Linked DNA regions of Ovis aries: region 1 is linked to region 2. The links are chromatin contacts, called in public Hi-C maps. All regions are on one chromosome and are shown on one strand. The core of a region is the stretch at or near the end of the contact, and the rest is flanking DNA. Distances in the headings are between cores, read along the strand shown.

What was found. A called contact is a pair of places that touch in the nucleus more often than the background predicts.
Region 1: a Hi-C map of tail adipose tissue shows a contact between it and region 2, with 3 times the contacts expected there. The contact joins two enhancer-like sites. A contact is called at or near these places in 5 of 16 Hi-C or Micro-C datasets (liver, muscle, omental adipose tissue and 1 more).

What each region holds. Positions count from the first base shown.
Region 1 is chr1:231,833,869-231,838,779 of ARS-UI_Ramb_v3.0, reverse strand. KCNAB1 (potassium voltage-gated channel subfamily A regulatory beta subunit 1) reads left to right here. Exons shown (of 14, transcript XM_004003226.6): 14 at 3,326-4,911. The coding sequence ends at 3,415. Among named protein-coding and RNA genes, the nearest start is that of SSR3, 18 kb to the right of the region's middle. Within about 2 kb of position 1,854, at least 21 of the 54 cell types and tissues checked have an H3K27ac peak or open chromatin away from gene starts, as enhancers often do. A contact at or near this core is called in tail adipose tissue, where this site is marked.
Region 2 is chr1:231,242,948-231,247,954 of ARS-UI_Ramb_v3.0, reverse strand. No RefSeq gene overlaps it. Among named protein-coding and RNA genes, the nearest start is that of CCNL1, 78 kb to the right of the region's middle. Within about 2 kb of position 1,269, at least 44 of the 54 cell types and tissues checked have an H3K27ac peak or open chromatin away from gene starts, as enhancers often do. A contact at or near this core is called in tail adipose tissue, where this site is marked.

The DNA of each region.
Region 1 (4,911 bases), core at 605-3,104, 590 kb before region 2:
AGGTCACACAAAACAGAACGCTAGAGCAGGCAGAGTTTTGTACTACTCATAGGAAATCCTTCGGAGGGTTTCAAGAGAAGGGATACACTGTTATTTGAATTTTTAAAGATTGCTTTGGCTGCTGTGTGAAATGCAAAATGAAGGAAGGCAAGGATGGGTTATCCAGGTGACAGGTGATGGTGGCTGGACTAGCAAGGATTCCATAGGTTTTGGTGAGACATGGCTTGCGGATGGCTTGGCAAGAAGAGGGAGGAGTTGAGGATTCCTATCATGCTAATAGAGTGATCACTGTCATTCCAAGGGGAGGCTAATACTGTTTGAGATGGTTGTGGGAGTTCTTCAGATAGCCAAAGATATATTTCAGAGAACTGAGTCCGTAATCTTCCCAAAGCATTTCCTCCCTAACTCTGGCTGTTAGCAGGATGGGGCTTCTGTGCTCTAAGGGTAAGAGAAAGGGGGTGTTATCAAGCAGGGAGCTGTTACCTGGAGGGCTTACTGTCCCCTCTCCCTTCCTACCCCACCTCCCGTGAACCCAGCACCAGAGATTCCGCCCTTGGCAAGCTGTGACTGGGCCCCTCCATACCGTGAGAGTAGATTGGGTGGCTGGGGGCTACCAGCAGTGGTAGGTGAGATTGAATAAAAGAGTGCAGTGTCTGGGGCTATAAAGAAGGAAGTTTGTAATGGGCAAAGGAAGGCAGCTGCTCCAAGGAATGAATGTGCCTAAGGTGAGCATAAACTGGAGGGGCATTTATCAGTCAGGGCCTCAACAGATCAGACTGGAGAGAAGCCGCAGCTGCAGGCAGCCCTCCTGCACAGGTCCCCATCCTCCAGCCTTAAAGCCCCTCTGAGGTTCCCCGCCACGTACTCAGAGAAGTCCAGGCTTCTCAGCAGTTGGGCCTTCCCATCCAGGGCTCATCTCCCCCCACCCCCACCCCCTCGTTTACCTCCCCCAGGATGTCCTAATCCCCAAAATAGTGGTCCTCCACCTGCGGTATCCACCACCCCAGACTCCCAAATCCTGCTCCATCCCCCAGGTCGAGCTCGACAGTGACCCAGTTCTGGGAGGACTTCCCTAATACCTGCCAGCCCTGCAGTGCCACCCAGACCCTTCCTCACCTAATTGCTGCAGTCACGATAACACTATGCCTGCAAAACTGCTAGGTCGTGGGATGTTTGTGTGATCTGTAGATGAAAATGTTTTCAAATAGTTGCCAACATTAAAAAATGGGGCAACTTCACATAAAATGCTGAATGTGTGACTTCTCTTGAATATTTAGGTCTTGTGTGTATATGGATACACACACACATTTATACACACATACACACAAGCATATACACACACATACATACATATGTATACATATATATATTTCATGTTTTATTCAAGTACTTTTATGATTTCACTTTTCTGATGTTTAGATCTCTTATTGGTATAATAAATGAAGAATCCTTTTCCTCACATGGCTAACCCACTATATTTTAGATACAAAACTTCTGACAAGTCCAGTTTCTAGATTTGAGTTTCACTGTTGTCTCACTCTAAATAGCATAATAGTTTAGATCCTCTGAGGCTCCAGAGCTGGTGGGAAACCAAACTCTCCTTTGGCTTCAGAGAGGAAAATGTTACAGAGCAGTGAGGAAAGAGCTCTGCCATCCAACCAAGCCCTGAGGTCCTGAGGCAAGCACTGAGTAGAGACAAGGTCACCCTGGCCAACATGACTACAGCGGAGGGTGAGGCTGAAACCGCACAGTCGGTCACCGTGAGTGTATTTCACCACGGTCTCCACACAGGGTCAGACTATTCTTGCAAGAAAGTCTGCCTTTGTCTCGTCTTGTGGTGCAATGCATGCCCTTGGCCCACTTCGTGCAATAAACACTAGCCGGCCCTAGATGAGCTCATCCTTTCCCAGGGCTTCAGTGAGCATGACTGTGCAAATAACTCACGAATTCTCACTACCACTGAACTCCACAGCTGCACTTCTGGTTGCCTGCAAGTCACTTCTCCATGGGGTCCTACAGACATCTTCACCTCAGCATATCCACCCCCCGCCCCAAACTTCTTATGCTCCTAACTTCTCCTCCTGTGGTCTCTCTACAGTTAGCTACACCAGTATCTTCCTAGTCACCCAGTCTTGAGATCACCATCAGCCTCCAAACTCTCTCTCCGAGTCACTCCTTTTCTCCTCCCCCACCACTGTCTTCCCAGGTGATGCCATGGTAAAGAATCTGCCTGCCAGTGCAGCAGACACAAGACACGCGGTTCCATCTCTGGGTCGGGAAAACCCTGTTGAGTAGGCAATGGCAACCCACTCGAGTATTCTCACCTGGGAAATCCCATGGACAGAGGAGCCTGGTAGGCTACAGTCCATGGGGTCACAGAGTCGAACGTGACTGAGTACGCACACACTACTGTCTAGTTAAGGCTCTTAGTGTCTGGCTACGATTAGAGTATTTCTAACATTTGTATCCCCTTTCAATCTCCTTCCAACTCATCCTTCAGAATACATCCAGGTGTCTGATGGGGTCATTCACAGTTGAGAAGTCCTGAGAGGTTCCACACCACGTACAGCATAAAGCTCCAGCTCCAAAAAACAGCATTCAGGGCCTTCCATTCTTTACAACTTCCCTCTTCCCATCATCTCCACACCTCCCATACTCTCTCCCCACTTTTATCAGCCCATTCACAGACTTCTCACTTCATGCTCTTCCATCAACCTAGGATGCCAGTTAACCTGCGGCTATCCTTCACCAGGGTTCTGCCCACCAGGTAGAATCTCAGTCTCTAGACCCATGCTGTCCACTACTGTAGCCTCCAGCCACACGTGGCTACTGTGTGTAAGGCAGCTAATCTAAATGGAATTAAGTGTAAAACGTACTCTGGGTCTGAAAGACTTAAAACATGTAAAACATCTTAATTACATTCTATACTGACTACAAGTTCAAATGATATTTCAACTCTAATGGAGTAAAATGCATATTAATTTCACCTGCTTCTTTCCACTTTTATTACTGTGACTACTAGAAAATCTAAAATTACATATATGGCTCTCATTTTATTTCTGTTGGATAGAGCTGCTCTAGGTATTCTGTATTTCTATGACAACCAATAATTACGAGCACCTACTAAGGGCCAAGCACCCTTACAGGCTCTAGAGCTGCAGTGTGAACAGACGAGGCCCCTGACCTTACGGAGCTTCCTGTCTGCTGGGGAGGCAGCATTTAGTGGTGATTTGTAAACATATCCAAATCTAGATGATGTCACTTAACATTTAGTACAAAACTCAATACCAAGTACTGACTTCATCCTTTGTTCTTGTGCTCTCAGGTCCTCCCAAAGATGACATCACACGTGGTAAACGAGATTGATAACATATTGCGCAACAAGCCCTACAGCAAAAAGGACTATAGATCCTAAGGCAATGCATGGGCCCCAAGGAGCTGCATGGGTAAAACAGCGGTCTATACAGGTACAGGATGGTGTCACTAGCCAGTGTTTTGAATCACTTAGCAGCCCACTGCTCAACCTCTAGTGTCCCTGGATTCTGAGGTGTCTGCTGTCGCTACCACTGTGCACCTGAAATTATGAACATACCTAAAAACTCACAAACAGGAAAATCCATTCTATTTTCTTACCTTGGACTGGAGTCACCTATTCTTACATTGCTCTGTACACCTCATGGTTAGGCAAAGTATATGGCAGGGAAAAGACATATTCCCTTCAGGCACTTAGTAACTTAAAAAACGTTGGACAAATATATTACAAAATCCACAGATTCAGCGTGGATTGCATCAGAAAGAGGAGGCTGTGTTCACTCAGAAGTCTTGCTTGAGAGAATCAGATGAAACAATTTTACTGAATTTTTTTTTTTCTATTTTCACATTCACGTTGTTTCATAAAATTAACTTTCATTACCTTTTAGCGTTGGCCTCAAAAATGGCCCTGTATAGCAGTTTCTCCAAAGCGTCTGTTAGAATTCTAATAATAATATGTTCATTTACACGGAGAGATGGTAAGAGGATGAAGACCCCCATCTTTAACTAGAGACAGTTCGGTTAATTTATGAAAGCGAGAACTACACTACTACAGAAGCTTTGCTTTGAATAAAATGTACCTGCAATGAAGTATTCATTTTTTTCTACATTTTACTAAAACCTGCTTTATTCTTTTTGACTGCTTGTAGGCACAGCTTCTGCAAGTTTAAATATTTGAGCTTTAAGAACAAATATACACATGCTCACTTTTGTTAAGTAAACCTGTAAAAACACCCAGAAGGGCAAATGTTTGCTGTTTAATTAGCACTGGGATTTTACAGCATAATGCTTGGTGTTTTTAACATGAAAGTAATCATGGGCTTTGTGAAAATGCTGTCACTACTCAACATATGCTGGGTAAAGTAACACACCCAAAGAAAAGCAAATGTTAAAGAACTTCCCGACTCCATAATCACACTATGTGCATTAAACTATATGCATGAAACCTCTTTGCATGGATTAATGGGGCCTAGCCTTGTGGCACTCAGCTGAGGTATACCCAGCCCTGCCACTATTGGCTACCTACATATACCACTAGAGAAAACCTGAGTATACTGTATGTACCTGTAAGGAGAAAACTTTCTTCCAGTTTGAAGGTGTATGTCAAGGGGGGAGGTCCATTATATCTCTATTTGGACACCTGAGCATGTACACAATTCTGATTTAATTTACTGGCCAACAGGTCCACCCAAGTAGAAATCACTGAGACTTACAGAAGTATACTATCAGCTTAAAATTCTATTTTCTGCCATCATTTCCAGATATGGATTTCATAGTTTTCTAAATCTTAAAATGTTAGTATGAAATACCAGCAAATTTTGGGGTTTTCTGTCCAAAAGTATCAGGTTAATAATGGAAATGGATCATTTTTCAGTTGTT
Region 2 (5,007 bases), core at 20-2,519:
AATCTCTTCAGGAGCCTGATTTTCTGATTTTTCAGACCTAGGTTAAGCTGCTATGGACACATATTGACAGTCCAGTAAAGATGACTGAAGGGGAGGATCACACTTGAATAGACCGTGTGGAACCATCACTAAATCTATCAGGGACAGAAGAGAGAGGACTAGTGTAGAACTGTCTGCTGGAATGGATATGGATGGTTCTGCTCCCACTTTTTTTTTTTTTTTTGGTGATCTGAAAGCTCTCAGAATCTTCATCCATTTGGATATAGAAAATCTACCATGTTTTTAAAAGCAAACCAGAATAAACACACATGCAAACAAATAATAATGATGATCATTTGGGGGATATCCTGTTAACCTTGCCTAAAAAGGACCTGGCATACAGATATTGTGGGTGTTTCAGGGGTTTTCTGCCATGGAAGAGCTCCTGAACTGTATTATCTCCTTAATAAAACACCACCTTCTTTTTTAAAGAACTTTTTATGTCGACCATTTTTAAAGTCTTTATTATAGAGTTTGTTACAATGCTGCTTCTGTTTTATGGCCACAAGGCATATGGGATCTTAGCTCCCCGACCAGGAATTGAACCTGTATTGAATTGAACCCCTGCATTGGAAGGTGAAGTCTTAACCACTGGACCACCAAGGCTAAAACACCATCTTCTTTGAGCTTCCCTTGGAAGAAGTGGATGAATGTCTAAAAGCCCAGCTGTCCTGGAACCTAGGAGGCTGTTGTCCTGCAGGGTTGGATGCTTCCCCACAACTTTGACTTCCAACTTCCCTTTGCAGAAGGCAAAGATTACTTTCTTTTCATTGTTGCAGACATGAGTCACAGCTGAAGCACGATCAGTCTCCCCCCCATGAACCCCACATATCTCCACCCTTTATCCTTATCATGATCTGGTGATTCTTAGAAGTGACCAATGAAATAAAGAGCTCCAGATAGAAACTGTCCTCCTCAGGGAAGGTATTTTTTCTTTTTGTCTCCATAATTCTCAAACAAAAACTTCTGAAAGGTCCACTAAGCAAACCCTTAAGATGGTGACCCTTTACAATCTCATTTTAATGTTAGGGGTTATTTCATGCCTTGTTTAAATTTTGACATTATATTCAAGTCTCTTTTTCCAGATTTCTTAGGGCTTGGGGAGAAAATGAAGCTCAGTGGAATCAAACTGAGTGCTCTGACATGAACTGGTGTCGGCAGTGGCTCCCCGCGCAGCTTGCGGCTGTCTCCCACAGCATGTCTCCTGGGAGTGGTGAGTTCACCACAGTATTTATTCTGACAGAAGCAGCACAGACAGTCTCTGCCTGCCTCAGGTCAGCCCAACATTCAAAGCAACCACCCTGTGTGGACATCGTTCCGCCTTCCCAGAACTTACCTCGGCCTTAAAAAATCCCTTTCTAAAGAAGCAGGCCTTTCAGGACAGTCATACACCAAGCAGTGACAACCTGAATGGGCTCCTGGGAGAAGGGCTGCTCTTCCTTGTCTCCTCCAGACCACTGACCCCAGCCTCCTAGAGGCCACCCCATGACCCCTGAGTGGGGAGAGGGGAACTCAGATCCATAACCCCGGACTTAGACATTCAAAAGATGGCCAACAAGGAGAGAGAGAGGGCTGAGGGGACCAACAGGGGCAAATTCAGAACATTGAGACTCATTTATTTTCACCATTTAGGAAATTTTTTGATTAGCATCCTTTTTCCTTTTCTGATTTCAAAGTAATAAATAATGCTTAACCTCTTGGGAAGTTAATTCCGGGGAGTTAGAATCTGCAGTGGGAAGGAGTAAGATCGCAGGGTGAGCAGGGAAGAGGCTGCTCCCTGTTCTCTCCCCAAGTCCTCTCCCCTGTGGCTCCCACCTCCCCAACACACAGACATACACACACACCCCCTCTCCCTCTCCATGGTTCATCCAGTATAAAAATAGCTGTCCAGGGTCTGTTATTCATCCCCAAGCAGCAGTCAAGAGTGGGCCTCCCTGCAGTGCCTGCTGCCCTTTGGGAGCTTAGACTATCAGGTGATGCCTCACGCCTCCCATTCCCCACGCCTAGTTAGATAAATGTCCTCGCTGACCTCAGACGGTTTTATTTTAATCAGCAGTATGGTTTTTTGAGAGGAAAATCCTCCCCGGCTTTCCGAGTCGGCAGGGCCGTCCCCTCCTCCACGCCCGGACCGCAGTGCCAGGGAGCGTTTCCATCTGTGCTGGGAAAGAACGGCCTCTCTGTGCTGCCTGGCACGTTCAGCGCGCGGGCGCGGAGGCGGGAACACGCTCTCCCGCAGGGGAACAGCTTTCCAGGGGTCTTGGGGAGGCTATGGCCTTTCCTAACGAGGGCAGGCGCCTCGGGCCCCAGCTCATTCCTGGCAGGATCACCCGATCCCTACCTGGGGCACTGATTCCCCCGGGGAGGGGAGTCACCTGCCCCCGGGTGCCGGCGGTCCGACCGCCAAGACTAACGCATGCGCGGAGAGGGGCCGATTCCCTCGCGGGGCTCGGCGCCAGGGCGCATGCGTCAGCGGTGGTGGGGCGGGCCCCCGGAGGGGCCCCTTCAGAGAACCCAGACCCTGTCGGTCTAGATTCCCGGCAACGTGTTCGTGACAAGGCACTGTTGGAAAAGAGTCACAGAGGGCTAAAGGTCCTTTGAAGGGCGTTTGCTTCGTGCCTCCATTTTACAGATAAGAAAACTGAGCTCCAGGGAAGTGTTGGAAACCGCCTGACGCTGCACTTGTGAATTCTGCGATCTGGGACCAGATCCAGCTTTTATTGTCAAGGATTAGGCACTGGTTCACTGAGCATTTATCTAGCGCCTCGACTTACCATTGTCCTAAATGTATGTATGGCATGAAAGATAACCACAAATACATCAGAAGCAGCGAAGCCGTGGCCATCGCAGACTTGGGCATAGAGTGACACAGTCCTGGGTTTGATTTGCTACTTTGCTAACTGAATGGGCTGGTGAAGCAGTTAACCTCTCTAAGCCCTAGTTTTCTCGTCTGCAAAACAGAGATTTCAAAAAAAAAAAAAAGAACCTACATGCTAAGGTCGCACACAGGACTTAAATGAGATAAGGTGCACACTGCTTAGCGTGTAGCCTGCACTTGTAAGTCACTCAAACAAATATTCACGCAATGTTTTGAGAAGTCAAAAGTGCTAGGCTCACAGGCGTTCCTGAAACAATCACGGTTCTCATTTCCAGACAGAAGTAGGCTGCACCAGAGGAAAGGTACTTTCCCAAGCACAGCACTTGGGGAGACTCACACAGGGTTACGTGACCTGGCAAGACAGGGAAAGGAGGAAATGGCCTCTGGTTATCTTTCCTCCTGCTGCCCTGTCCTTCCCCCTCCCTCTTCCCTTCCTCCCCACCCAACTCTCACTGTGACTCATGGTGGCTGCAGAGATACATTGGGACCTCTTTTCAGGGTGAAATATGTTCTGTGAGATGGTGCAGTTTGTGTTTTTCTTAGGCGGACGGGGCACAAGAAGCAGCAATGGAGTAAAGTGGATAAGATGCCCACTGGAGAAGAAGGGTCGACATAGAGGTGGTCCCTGAAGCTGGGGTGGAGCTGAGATGACTCAGAGCAGGCAGGCTGAGAAGATCATAGCGGGGATGAGACCCTGACACACACCAGCTTCCAAAGACCAAATAGGGATCTTGAGGAGGCAGCAGAGAAGTGGGAAGAAATCTAGAAGAAACAAAAAGCAGCATCAAGCCGTGCAAATGAGACTGTTCGGGGTGAGGAGGTAGTAGGGAGTCGGAAATGACACAGAGAGGTCCAGCGCACCCGCCCTGGAATGTGCCTGCTGAGCTCAACAATGAGGAAGTTATTACTGACTCGTGTGACTCCAGTTTCAGTGGGAACGTGAGAGCAGAAACCGAGTCCCAGGGGCTTAGAAGTCGATGTAGGCAGGCCAGAGGAGCAGCAGGGGGAGTGGGTACAGCCCACTGTTGCAGGAGAGCTGACTTGCAGGGAAGGGGAAGTTACAGCTGGACATGAGTTTTTGTCATTGCCTTACTATTGTGGGAAGCTGAGACGAGCTTAAAGGGTAAAGAGAAGCAGGAAGGGTTAACAGGCAGGACAAGGATGGACTCTCAGTAGAGCCTCCATAGGGGTGAATGAGAGGAGAGGGGATTCTGATCCCAGATAAACCAAAGGAAGGATTCCTCTCCTGTGGTTCTTTTCTTTCTACCATGTGAGAGGAAGCAATGCATTGGGAAGGTTTAGAAACTGACTCAGGAGTTCTGCAAAGCAAGGTTCGTCTGTGTCAGGATCTAGCCATGGCAGCCATCTGACCATCAGACGCTCTGGAGCTGTGCCGAATGCCACACAAATCCTGTGAGATGGGTGCTGTTATTCCCATGCCAGTCAGGTAGGTCTCCAGGTAGCAGGTGACTGAAACCCAGCTCGAACCAGCTAAACCCAAAATGGAACCTATTGGTTTGCTAAACTGCATCTACTGGCTTTAGGCATGGTTAGGTTTGGGGGCTTGAAAGATGTCAGAAGAAATAGGGATTATTTTGAAATTATCAGTGTGTTTTCTCTTTTGCCTTTGAGAGCATATGAATTTAGTCTACTCAAGGCATTTATCTGCTGGTGGGGGAGGGGATGGGGAGTCTTTCCAGGAGGTATGCAAAGAAAAAGAAAACACTCAGCTTCTGACATTCAAAAACAAGAGTTTGTAGCAAGACTATGGCCATGCAATTCAAGCTCTTACCTTGAGAAAAATAACCTCTACATCCTATAACCTTCCTCTTTAGCAGATGAAGGACTGGACTTGGTAGACTAAACTTTGGGTTTTATGTATGGGGGTCCAGACAGAGGCAGAAAGGGGGATTATGGAAGGACAGAAGCAGCAGAACAAGACCAGAGGCGAGGAAGGAGCAACTGGTTTAGGAAAGTAACAACTAGGCCTGCAAACATGGGAGGACCTTATCCTCTGCCATTTGCAGAATTATGAGAGGGATAGCCTGGGTAGTCTGGTGTTGGTCAGATAAATGGAGGCCCCCAAATGACTT